Linked DNA regions of Salmo salar: region 1 is linked to region 2. The links are chromatin contacts, called in public Hi-C maps. All regions are on one chromosome and are shown on one strand. Each heading gives the region's core, a stretch centred on a gene start, on an enhancer-like site or on the middle of the called end of the contact. The rest is flanking DNA. Distances are from core to core; before and after follow the strand shown.

The links. Hi-C and Micro-C count contacts between places; a contact is called where the count stands out from the background.
Region 1: a Hi-C map of gill shows a contact between it and region 2, with 3 times the contacts expected there. The contact joins the enhancer-like site here to the promoter of eefsec in region 2. A contact is called at or near these places in 2 of 3 Hi-C or Micro-C datasets (gill and muscle).

Annotation. Positions count from the first base shown.
Region 1 is chrssa22:29,724,956-29,732,023 of Ssal_v3.1, forward strand. No RefSeq gene overlaps it. Among protein-coding and RNA genes, the nearest start is that of LOC106583153, 12 kb to the right of the region's middle. Within about 2 kb of position 5,601, at least 1 of the 13 cell types and tissues checked has an H3K27ac peak or open chromatin away from gene starts, as enhancers often do. A contact at or near this core is called in gill, where this site is marked.
Region 2 is chrssa22:29,539,872-29,546,089 of Ssal_v3.1, forward strand. It overlaps eefsec (eukaryotic elongation factor, selenocysteine-tRNA-specific), which reads left to right and starts at 2,258. Exons shown (of 7, transcript XM_014167118.2): 1 at 2,258-3,002; 2 at 4,349-4,556; 3 at 6,068-6,164. The coding sequence starts at 2,699. It overlaps ruvbl1 (RuvB-like AAA ATPase 1), which reads right to left and starts at 2,064. Exons shown (of 11, transcript XM_014167120.2): 1 at 1,729-2,064; 2 at 1,502-1,588; 3 at 1,212-1,344. The coding sequence starts at 1,869.

The DNA.
Region 1 (7,068 bases), core at 4,351-6,850, 190 kb after region 2:
CTTTTCTCTGTATACATAAATGATGTCGCTCTTGCTGCTGGTGAATCTCTGATCCACCTCTACGCAGACGACACCATTCTGTACACTTCTGGCCCTTCTTTGGACACTGTGTTAACAACCCTCCAGACGAGCTTCAATGCCATTCAACTCTCCTTCTGTGGTCTCCAACTGCTCCTAAACACAAGTAAAACTAAATGCATGCTCTTCAACCGATCGCTGCCTGCACCTGCCCGCCTGTCCAGCATCACTTCTCTGGACGGTTCTAACTTAGAATTTGTGGACAACTACAAATACCTAGGTGTCTGGTTAGACTGTAAACTCTCCTTCCAGACTCACATCAATCATCTCCAATCCAAAGTGAAATCTCGAATTGGCTTCCTATTTCGCAACAAAGCATCCTTCACTCATGCTGCCAAACATACCCTCGTAAAACTGACCATCCTACCAATCCTCGACTTCGGCGATGTCATTTACAAAATAGCTTCCAATACCCTACTCAACAAGCTGGATGCAGTCTATCACAGTGCCATCCGTTTTGTCACCAAAGCCCCATATACTACCCACCACTGCGACCTGTACGCTCTCGTTGGCTGGCCTTTGCTTCATAATCGTCGCCAAACACATTGGCTCCAGGTCATCTACAAGACTCTGCTAGGTAAAGTCCCCCCTTATCTCCGCTCACTGGTCACCATAGCAGCACCCACCTGTAGCACGCGCTCCAGCAGGTATATCTCTCTGGTCACCCCTAAAGCCAACTCCTCCTTTGGTCGTCTCTCCTTCCAGTTCTCTGCTGCCAATGACTGGAACGAACTAAAAAAATCTCTGAAACTGGAAACACTTATCTCCCTCACTAGCTTTAAGCACCAGCTGTCAGAGCAGCTCACAGATCACTGCACCTGTACATAGCCCATCTATAATTTAGCCCAAACTACTACCTCTTCCCCTACTGTATTTATTTATTTTATTTATTTTGCTCCTTTGCACCATATTATTTATATTTTATCTTTGAACTTTCTTCAAACTACAAATCTACCATTCCAGTGTTTTTCTTGCTATACTTTATTTACTTTGCCACCATGGCATTTTTTTTGCCTTTACCTCCCTTATCTTTACCTCCCTTGCTCACATTGTATATAGTCTTATTTTTTTTAATTTTTTTTCTACTGCATCATTGATTGTATGTTGTTTTACTCCATGTGTAACTCTGTGTTTTTGTATGTTGTCGAACTGCTTTGCTTTATCTTGGCCAGGTCGCAATTGTAAATGAGAACTTGTTCTCAACTTGCCTACCTGGTTAAATAAAGGTGAAATAAATAAAATAAATAAATAAATAAAAAAATACCGTGCGTTAGGGGGTGTAATATACGTACAATATACCATGGCTAAAGGCTGTTCTTAAGCAGACTCAATGCAGAGCGCCTGGATACAGCCATTAGCCGTGGTATATTGGCCATATACCACAACACCCGAGGTGCCTTATTGCTACCATAAACTGGTTACCAACATAATTGGAACAGTAAGAATACTTTTTTGTCATACCTATGGTATATGGTCTGATACAACACGGCTATCAAATCATATCTTATTGGTCAAATACACACATTTAGCAGATGTTATTGCGTATGTAGGGAGATGCTTGTGTTCCACGCTTCAAAAGTTCACTAATATCTAACAAATCACAACAATACACACAAATCTAATGCAAAATAATCAGCATTCAGGGCTTGAACCACCCAGACTGTGTCCAGGCACTGTTGCGTCGTGCCTATGAACAGTCCTTAGTCGTGGTATATTGGCCATATACCACAACCCCTCGGGCGTTATTGCTTAAATAATACACACCTTAGAATGTCCTTCAAGACAATCAGAAACAAGTATTCATTAATGCCATGGTATAATATCAGAACAATGAACTTGAATGAATGAGTGAATAGGCTACAGGCTACTCAACTCTGTGTCATACACCACCATGAAACCCAACAGGTTTTTCATTTTTCAATCTGAATCCAGAATCCATACACCTTCAAAGACCTTTTGCATAACATGGTACCCTACTTTTGGTTGGTGATTTCCCCGAATCACAGCCATGTGCTGTGATGTTCACATTTCAGGGTATGGAGGTGTGCCACCCACGCCTGCTCTATGAACGCTCTGGTGTGGCCAGTCAACCTGGTCTCAGAGTTGTTCTGTAAGTAAATCCGAGATACTCCATTTAGTATAATATGTTACTTGCCGTATGGTATGTCTTAATTTGTGAATGTCTATCACTAATTTTGTATGATACGCTACATGACCAAAAGTATGTGGACACCTCATCAACATCGCATTCCAAAATCATGGGCATTAATATGGAGTTGGTCCCCCTTTGCTGCTATGACAGCCTCCACTCTTCTGGTAAATCTTTCATTGGATGTTGGAACATTGCTGCGGGGACTTGCTTCCATTCAGCCTCAAGAGCATTACTGAGGTCGGGCACTGGACGTTGGTCAGTTAGGCCTGATTCACAGTCTGTGTTCCAAAGGTGTTCGATGGGGTTGAGGTCAGGGCTCTGTGCAGGCCAGTCAAATTCTCCCACACTGATCTCTACAAACCATTTCTGTATGGATGGTGAAGCGTAATTCACTACTCCAGCTGACGCTTGGCATTGCGCATGGTGATCTTAGGCTTGTGTGCGGCTGCTCGGCCATGGAAACCCATTTCATGAAGCTCCCGATGAACAGTTCTTGTGCTGACGTTGCTTGCAAGGGCAGTTTGGAACTAGGAAGTGAGTGTTGCAACCGAGGACAGACAACTTTTATACGTTTCGCGTTTCAGCACTCGGTGGTCCAGTTCTGTAAGCTTGTGTGGCCTACCACTATGCAGCTGAGCAGTTGTTGCTCTTAGACATTTACACGTCACAATAACAGCACTTGCAGTTGACTGGGGCAGATCTATCAGGGCAGACATTTGACTAACTGACTTGTTGGAAAGGTGGCATCCTATGACAGTGCCATGTTGAAAGTCACTGAGAGATTGCAAGTCTGTGTGCTCAATTTTATACACCTGTCAGTAACAGGTGTGGCTGAAATAGCCAAAACCACTAATTTGAAGGGGTGTCCACATACTTCTGGCCATGCAGTGTATGTTAGGAATTACAATTCACATTATTTGTTATGAATTTGCAAAACATATGATATGTTACGAATTCTAGCTCGGCGGCTAGGTGGATAACGTTAGCTAGGCTAGGGGTAAAGGGTTAGGGTTAAGTTTAGGAGTTAGGTTAAAGGGTTAAGATTAGGGTTAGGGAACAGCTAGCTAAAAGAGTGATGGTTAGGGTAAGGGTTAGCTAACATGCTAAGTAGTTGCAAAGTAGCTAAAAATTAGTAAGTAGATGAAAAGTTGCTAATTAGCAAAAATGCTAAAGTTGTCTGTGATAAGATTCAAACTCGCAACCTTTGGGTTGCAAGACATTCGCATTATACACCCACCTAACCACCATCCTTTAGTTTATGCCTTAAGCAACACTCTTTCTTATGTAACCATACCAAATGTAACATTGCATATTAAATGGAGTGTCTCAAATTTACGTACAGAATAAAGTTACATGCTCTGAGACCAGGTTGGGCCAGTGATCGCCTTTCCATTAATTAAGTCATTCGCTTTCTGCAATAATGAGCCAAATACATTTAAACTCTGTTTTTCACAATTCCTGACATTTAATCCTAGTAAAAATTCCATGTCTTAGGTCAGTTAGGATCACCACTTTATTTTAAGAATGTGAAATGTCAGAATAATAGTAGAGAGAATGATTTATTTCAGCTTTTATTTCTTTCATCACATCCCCCAGTGGGTCAGAAGTTTACATACACTCAATTAGTTTTTGGTAACATTGCTTTTAAATTGTTTAACTTGGGTCAAATGTTTCTGGTAGCCTTCCACAAGCTTCCCACAGTTGTTGCGTGAATTTTGGCCCATTCCTCCTGACAGAGCTGGTGTAACTGAGTCAGGTTTGCAGGCCTCCTCGCTCGCACAAGCTTTTTCAGTTATGCCCACAAATGTTCTATAGGATTGAGGTCAGGGCTTTGTGATGGCCACTCTCTAATACCTTGACTTTGTTGTCCTTAAGCCATTTTACCACAACTTTGGAAGTATGCTTGGGGTCATTGTCCATTTGGAAGACCCATTTGCCGCCAAGCTTTAACTTCTTGACTGATGTCTTGAGATTTGCACTTTTCGCATCAAAGTATGTTCATCTCTAGGAGACAAAATGCGTCTCCTTCCTGAGCAGTAAGACGGCTGCATGGTCCCATGGTATTTATACTTGCGTACTATTGTTTGTACAGATGAACGTGGCACCTTCAGGCATTTGGATATTGTTCCCAAGGATGAACCAGACTTGTGGAGGTCTTGGCTGATTTCTTTTGATTTTCCCATGATGTCAAGTAAAGAGGCACTGAGTTTTAAGGTAGGCCTTGAAATACATCCAGAGGTACACCTCCAATTGACTCAAATGATGTCAATTAGCCTATCAGAAGCTTCTAAAGCCATGACTTCTTTTTCGGGAATTTCCCAAGCTGTTTAAAGGCAAAGTCAACTTAGTGTATGTAAACTTCTGACCCACTGGATTTGTGATATAATGAATTATAAGTGAAATAATCTGTCTGTAAACAATTGTTGGAAAAATTACTTGTGTCATGCACAAAGTAGATGTCTTAACCGTCTTGCCAAAACTATAGTTTGTTAACAAGAAATTTGTGGAGTGGTTGAAAAACGAGTTTTAATGACTCCAACCTAAGTGTATGTAAACTTCCAACTTCAACTGTACGTCCTGCGAAGCCTACCCCGTGGCCAGTGGTGTAAAGAACTTAAGCAAAAATACTTTAAAGTACTACTTTAGTCGTTTTGGGGGGTATCTGTACTTTACTTTACTATTTATATTTTTGACAAATTTTACTTTTACTCCCCTACATTCCTAAAATATATATATATATATATATATATATATTTTCTTTTTACTTTTTACTCCTTAGATTTTCCCTGACACCCAAATAGTACTCATTACATTTTGAATGCTTAGCAGGACATGAAAATGGTCCAATTCACACACTTATCAAGAGAACATCCCTGGTCATCCCTACTGCCTCTGATCTGGCAGACTCACTAAACACAAATGCTTAGTTATTTATTAATATATTATTTTATTTGAACCTTTATTTAGTTCTCTCTAAACACACATGCTTAGCTCCTGGCTACCCTTAAAAAAAAAACAAGAAAATGGTGCCACCTGGTTTATATAAGGAATTTGAAATTATTTATACTTTCACTTTTGATATTTAAGCATATTTTAGTGATTACATTTACTTTTTATACTTAAGTATATTTATAGTATTTTACTGCGTGACTTTCAAATTTACTTAAGTCATTTTCTTTTAAGGTATCTTTGCTTTTACCCAAGTTCGACAATTGGGTACTTCTCCAACCACTGCCCATGCCCAATGATCACGAATGATCATCGTTTCCACGTCAGTTGAATGAAAATACGCTGAGCCAACGTAGAATAGACGTTGAATTGACGTTTGTGCCCAGTGGGAATAGTATTTCTTGTGAAAACCTTTCATATACGAAAAGTAGCCTAAGTAATGAAAAAGGAGTCCTCCACATTTCCGCTCTACAAATGTAGGCCTACATTCTTCAGTCACTCTGGAAAAACGAAACGCGTGCATGTCATGATGACTTATGTGAGGGCATGAAAAAGAGGCATCCACTTATTATCGCTCTTGGAACATTATGTATGAGTGTCTGTGAGTGATACGTTATGACAAAAGTGGCATTTTTCAATATAAACATAGTCGGCATTTAATAACCAGGCGCGCTGATGGTCTCCCGGGAAACACTGATAACGTTCCAGCCATTTTCCATATCGTTGCCAGAATCTATTATATTCCGGGGATGGCTCTCCTTCCGGGAAAGGTCAAACACAAAGTCATGAAACCTCAAGTATTCTTCCATCCCTATTCGTGATAGTGCAAATTATTTTCCTCATCCTCTCATCATTCTGTTTTAATATAATTTAAAGACCCTTGTTAAGTTCCTTTGAGAGAATCACTGTGACCCGAAACAGCTCTTCTCACGGCTTCAGCGCATGTAATAACGATTTAACAAATAAAAACACGCGCCAAGGTGTGTGTCATTATCCCACTGGCGGCATTGAGAAAAGCATTATTCCCATTTATATGATTATGGTGCGAAAGTGTGTGCGCGCCAGGCAGTGCTTGAGGAGATATGGTTATAAATTGACGGAGAGTGACACCCAGTGGAGAGGATGTGGCCAACACAACATTTTGCGCACTGTTTAACTCACTATTTCAAATGAAGCATGTTGTTTTGTCCGTTGATGGGGCGATGTTATGTAACTCAACAGTATTATGGTGAAAACCCTTCTGTCTAAAGATTATTTCGAGTATTTCCTAGCCGAGCAGTAGAAGGTTTAGGTTCGATGTGATAAAAGTACAAAAAATATATATATAAAAAAAGAGTTATCCAGTGATCCTGCTGGTGTCAGAGAGAGGACTGGAGGAGTGTAGTCCATAGCCCTTGGGGACACAGGTTATGGACCTCATGTTTGTTATTGTAGAAAGTTAGAGAGGTCATACCAGGGGGAATTCTCCCTCCTCCGTCTCTCTTTACTCTCACTCCCCCTCTTTTTCTCTTTTCTCACTCTCTTCGGCTCCCCTTTCCATCTTCCTTCTCTCTCATATCAAAATCACAGGAAAGATATTTGAATGATTAAATTATATATATTTTTGAATATCTATATACAAGACAGACAGTCCTACAACCAGCGGTTCAGGGATAATTAGTAGAGGTTAAGCCGAGTTGCAATTCTGATTAGAAATTCTATTTGTACGGGCCTCATGCACTCTACACAGCCTCTCTTTTCACTTAAAGGTCCAATGCAGCCATTTTTATCTCAATATCAAATAATTTCTGGATAACAATTAAGTACCCTACTGTGATGGTTTTCAATTAAAATGGCAAAAAAAGAAAAAATGCTTCTAAGCAAACAACAAGTTCTCAATCATGAGAGGT
Region 2 (6,218 bases), core at 1,008-3,507:
TTACTTTGAAGAACTACTAAAATAGTGATTTTGTCAGACAGCAGTTCTATAGAGATAAGATTACTTGGAATTAAATAATAAAGTCAAATAAAACAAATGTAATAACAACTGAAATATTTTATTAAAGTGAAGTAATGTGAATAAATGATGGTTAATAAGTGATGAGCAGTAATGGACAGTCACTACCATCATGGTACTTGTATTGATTGTTTTATTCTGTGTTGTTACAGCATTCAACCCACTTAATGCATTTAAAGGTGCAATATGCAGAAATCGCTCTGCCATTTCCTGGTTGCTAAAATTATAATAGTCCGCCTTTATGTGAAAAAAAAGCAATGTTTACAGAATCATTGTACCATCTAAACCGCTGTGAAATAAACTCAGCAAAAAAAGAAACGTCCCTTTTTCAGGACCCTGTCTTTCAAAGATATTTGGATTTTTACGGGTTAACTTCACAGATCTTCATTGTAAAGGGTTTAAACACTGTTCCCATGCGTGTTCAATGTTCCATAAACAATTAATGAACATGCACCTGTGGAAAGGTCATTAAGACACTAACAGCTTACAGACGGTAGGCATTTAAGGTCAGTTATGAAAACTTAGGACACTAAAGAGGCCTTTCTACTGACTGAAAAACACCAAAAGAAAGATGCCCAGGGTCCCTGCTCATCTGCGTGAACGTGCATTAGGCATGCTGCAAGGAGGCATGAGGACTGCAGATGTGGCCAGGGCAATGAATTGCAATGTCCGTACTGTGAGACGCCTAAGACAGCGCTACAGGGAGACAGAACGGACATCTCATCATCCTCGCAGTGGCAGACCACATGTAACAACACCTGCACAGGACCGGTAAATCCGAACATCACACCTGCAGGACAGGTACAGGATGACAACAACAACTGCCCCAGTTACACCAGGAAAGCACAATCCCTCCATCAGTGTTCAGACTGTCCGCAATAGGCTGAGAGAGGCTGGACTGAGGGCTTGTGGGCCTGTTGTAAGGCAGGTCCTCACCAGACATCACCGGCAACAACATCACCTATGGGCACAAACCCACCGTCGCTGAACCAGACAGGACTGGCAAAAAGTGCTCTTCACTGACAATTTTTTTTACGTAATCGAACTGAAACTACCTCAAAAAGCACAACTCGCTCAGCACTAGCATGTGTGATCCATTCCCAGTGGCCCTGTGTTTGTGTGTGGCCCCTCACCTATGGCCCTCCTGAAGTTCTCCATCAGCACCTCTGTTTTCTTGATCTCAGAAGAGTAGACCTCACTGCCCACCATGGGGCAGAAGGGCACTTTGTTGCCGAGCTCCTGTGCCATTGCCAACGCCAGGGCGGTCTGCGGAATGAGATGGCGCAAAGTAGGGTTGGTCAAAGTCTCTAAAGTTGTATTCTTTCTATTACTGTGGAGGCCAGGAGACACAGTAAGCATATCAGACATTTCACAATTACGACTTTGGGGTATCATTGAAGTAATGCAGTAACATCTTGTCTACCTTTCCTGTACCGGGAGGTCCAGCAAGTAAAACAGCCCTTCCCGACATCTTCTTTGAGCGGATCAGTTCCACAATGATACCACAAGCCTGTTGACAGAAAACAACGGTAAAGAACATCCATAAAAAAATACACTTGGCTTTGCCAAGCCCAGTTGGTAGTTTAATTAAAAATGAGGAATAGAATAATAAGTAATACATTAAGAAAAATGCAATACAAATTTACCTACCTCTCTTGCGGTCTCCTGTCCAACAAGACCTGACGCATTTTGCTTTGCGTTCCCGGCATCGTCTAGCCCGAGTCCTTTTACATGGCTGTGAGACGCGATGCGCTGGGTTTTCGTGGTGCTTTTGACTTCCTCGATCTTCATGTCTGTGTATTTTATGAACGTCGTATAAGAAAGCAACAAACCCAAACAAAAATGCTCCCTTCGTGATAGTTATTTATTCACCTTTAGAATTGGCGCGGTAAAACAAAACAAACAGATGCGATCTTTTTCAGTGAGGTATGATAAGAACTGTTTCCATGTGGGTTACCAAGGAAGTTGAAGGAAATACCACCCGAAAGTTCTTTTTTTTTAGCTCTAAGAGATACACTATTGGACAATTATGCTCTTCTGTTATAAAGCGACTGGATAGAAGCACTGTCAATCTCACTCATACAAAAACTACCACGCCTCTTTTGGGCTTTTATTTCCGCTTGTGTTCACGTCACTTTGACTTTACGGAAACTGGTACATCATTTGAGATTGATTCCTGCCTTTGTGATCGCATTCCATCGCCAACACTCTCTTATCAAAAAGTTTGCTTAATAAATATAATTAGTTTTGAGTTTTAGACGGATATTTTCTTCCCACCTCATGATTTTGTAGCCTCTACTTGCAAGAGGGAATAAAACGTTACTCACACTTGCATTATTTCCAGAGGACTGTTTTTACTGATACGCAGGAAGAAAAGTTGAAAGAAAAGTTTGTGTAGCTCGACGGCTAACGTTTGTGTTTAGCTACCTATATTTCATCAAACATATTAATTAATTGTAACGCAAGGAGTTCAATGAATGAGGTTATTGAATATTAGTTTATCGTAAATGTTGTCAATTGTGTTGTGTCATTAACTTACTGAACGTAACTAGAGTTCAAGGCCCAGCCAGTAACGCTAGCTGCTGAGGTTGCGACAGGAGCAGATAACTAGCTACCAGTCATGGCAGACTCGAGCAACAACCACCCGAAGACTCTCAATTTTAATGTGGGGGTACTTGGGCATGTCGACAGCGGAAAGACGTCGCTTGCCAGGGCGCTCAGCAGCACAGCGTCGACGGCTGCCTTTGACAAGAACCCCCAGTCCCGAGAGAGAGGCATCACCCTGGATCTCGGCTTCTCCTCCTTCACCGTGGACCTCCCCGAGCAGCTGCGGGAGGACCCCGGGGGCCACGGCTACGACAAACTGCAGTTCACGCTGGTGGACTGTCCTGGACACGCGTCCCTCATTCGCACCATCATTGGGGGTGAGAGAAGTGAATGAGGAGAATATCATATTACTGCAGAGAGAAATCGATACCCTAACCATAGTAGCAAGACAGCAAATGTTCAGGTGTTGACACCTGTGTAACGGTGGAGATCCCATCACTCACACTAAATGACTGTACATGACATGTAGTGACACATTTCAACTGTCCAGTCAGCTGTCTGACAGCTCCTGGTACTCTAGCCATGAGTTTGACAGCCAGCTTCAATTATGGCAAATGGGAACATACTGGGACTGCAGAATAAAGAGTACACATAAACCTGATACAAATATACATTATTTCTTGACTCAACCATTTAATGCAGCCATTACATGGTTAACCCACACTGATTGACTGGCCCCTCCACTAGCCTGTGGCTTGGCAAGGAAGAGAGAGAGGAGGAATGGGTAGAAGTCTCCAGGAGGACAAGTGACTTCCTTACGCCCCAGCTAAATCCTGCTTAGTCATTCCCCCTCTCTTTCTTGCTACGATCTCTCTCTCCACTCCTGAGGAGTGTTTGTAGGCTTTATCCACATTTTTATTATTTTGGTTTTATTATTTCTAGGTAAGGAATTTACTATGTATGCCGTAAGTGGAGACTGCTTTGACAGGGCTGAGAGGCGAAGGTGCATTGGTGGGAGAAGAAGATTGGAGCTGAAGGAAAGCAGGATAAGGAGAGCACACACACAGTGGGAGTGTGGCCTGAGTCAGTGTATATGGCTGGTAGTTGGCTATATAAATCCAGTGTGTCCCTGTGGATGGCACATGCTGTGGATTAGGGCGGAAGGAAGGTGTGGGGATCAGGGTATGTAATCAACTTCCTCTCCTGTCCCCAATGGGGAGAGCACAGGATAGAAGGAAAGCCAAAGAGAGGCAGAGAAAATAGGGGAGCACAGGAAAGAAAGACTGCCAAAGTGAAGGAAAGAAAAGAGGGAGAGGAAAGACAACCAAGTGAGCTGGGGCTCTAATTTCAGCCCTCTAGCCCTTCTCCCTTCTCTACATCTTTACCCTTTGTACCCTCCGTCATCTCTCACCCTCTTCGTTATTATTCTTGGTTGTCTGTTGCTGTTTCTCCATTGATTGCGCAACTTATGACAGGTCATATGGGCCCTGTGTAGATAAGCTGTAACCATGCAGTGCTGAGTGGTCACAATCATTTCACTGAAGTATTTGGACTGGGGTGTTTATTATAGACAAGCCATATAGCATACGTAAGTCTAATTGTGTGTGTGTGTGTGTGTGTGTGTGTGTGTGTGTGTGTGTGTGTGTGTGTGTGTGTGTGTGTGTGTGTGTGTGTGTGTGTGTGTGTGTGTGTGTGTGTGTGTGTGTGTGTGTGTGTGTTTCAGGGGCTCAGATCATAGACTTGATGATGCTGGTGGTAGATGTGGTGAAGGGGATCCAGACCCAGACAGCAGAGTGTCTGCTGATAGGAGAGCTGACCTGCCCCCGCATGGTGGTCATTCTCAACAAGACTGACCTGCTGCCGCCCAACAAGAGACAGACCGCCATCGACAAGATGACCAAGAGACTGCACAAGACACTGGAGAACACCAGGTAACACACACACCAGGCCCCCAGTGTCCTTTCTGGAGCGTGAAGTCACCAGTTCTGCTGGTCGGCTACTATGTAGGAACCTAGCGGTGCCAAAAGCTCTGGGCCTGTAACCACAATGCATTTCAGAGGAGAACATTTGTCCTAAGTGCTGAGAATAGAGACATTTTACTCCTACTCCTACGGGTAAAAATAAAGCTATGCAGGGAAGGCTTTAGTCAACAGAGATACCAAGTCGACAGATTATTTAGGACACCTCATAAGCTGTCCTAACCGGTTAATAGTTACCAGCAGGTGTCTTGATAATAGAAAAGTGGTTCCTGCACCACATGCAACTGCTTTGGAGTTGTTGAAAGAATGTTTAGATATTTCTATATGATAAATCTATAAATAATGTAGACCTTCATGCTCGTCTTTCACAATGATTTCACATGAGGCCTATTACACATGATAAGCCTAAATAATTAGAACCACTAGGCTAATAAATATGTCTAATTGGGCATGTCTATAAGTTGGGAAATTGAAGGAATCTAGGGCTTATGTTAACTTTGATTGTTTGATGAAAATGATAGACCTTTCAAACATTGTATGCAACATTATCAGCAAGTGACATTGATGCCTACTGTGCCAAATCGATTTAGATATGTTAAACAGGAGTGACGAGTGTGTTGATATAATGGTAATTGTCAAAATTCCGCTTTTAACAACCATCAGAATTGGTTAAAAAAGTTTATGCATGCCAACATATTAAGCAATCATTAAGAGTAGGCAAAGTGATGGTGTCCGTCGGAAATTATATAACATTTTACCATTGAAACGTTTGATCATTCACTGTGGTTGTCTGAAGAAACACGTGCTATAGAGTTCACAGCTGGCGACGCCTCATCAGGATTGGTTATTCCCCAATTTGCAGCATGTCAATGGGCGTCATCACCATCTTTCCTTTGTGGTACCTCAACTGTTGTGATTACCAGCTTGGTCTTTAAACAGGTTTTAACAGGATTCTAAGAATGTTTCTGAGATGCTTTGTGGATATGGGCCCAGGTCTGACCTAGAAAGCCTGTAAATTACGATCGGCAGTATTGCCAAACACATTTTGTTTAGACAGCTGTTTATGCTGTAAAATGTGAATTGAATGAAATAGTGATCCATTCTGACTACTACATTTGTCGTCACACAGGATCAGGTGCTGACACAGACCAATCATGGCCTGCAGGCTATTAGGAGGCTCCATAGACATTAAGGCAGGATGAAAATGACTACATCGACCATGATCCTTTGCTACTTATTGCCACTTTCACTATGATCCTTAGCTATTTTCTGGGGTGCCATTCAGCCCCATTCAGCAATAATGGTGTGCTTCAAATTGAAATACTACCAACTTCATGCGCCATCGCGAGTTTTCCAAAGGAATACATGGATGACATCAATGCTATCACTGTCTTTTGGTTTTAATGTCTATGACACACACACACACAATAATTCTAACCCTTGTTTCATCCCCTGTTGGATAGATTTAAAGACTGTCCTGTGATTGCCTTGTCAGCAAAGCCTGGGGGTCCTGAGGCCCCTGAAACAGAGGAGCCCCATGGAGTGCCTGAGTTAATAGAGGTAAAGACCCTAGACACACTGGTGCCCCAGGAAGTGCCTGAGTTAATAGAGGTA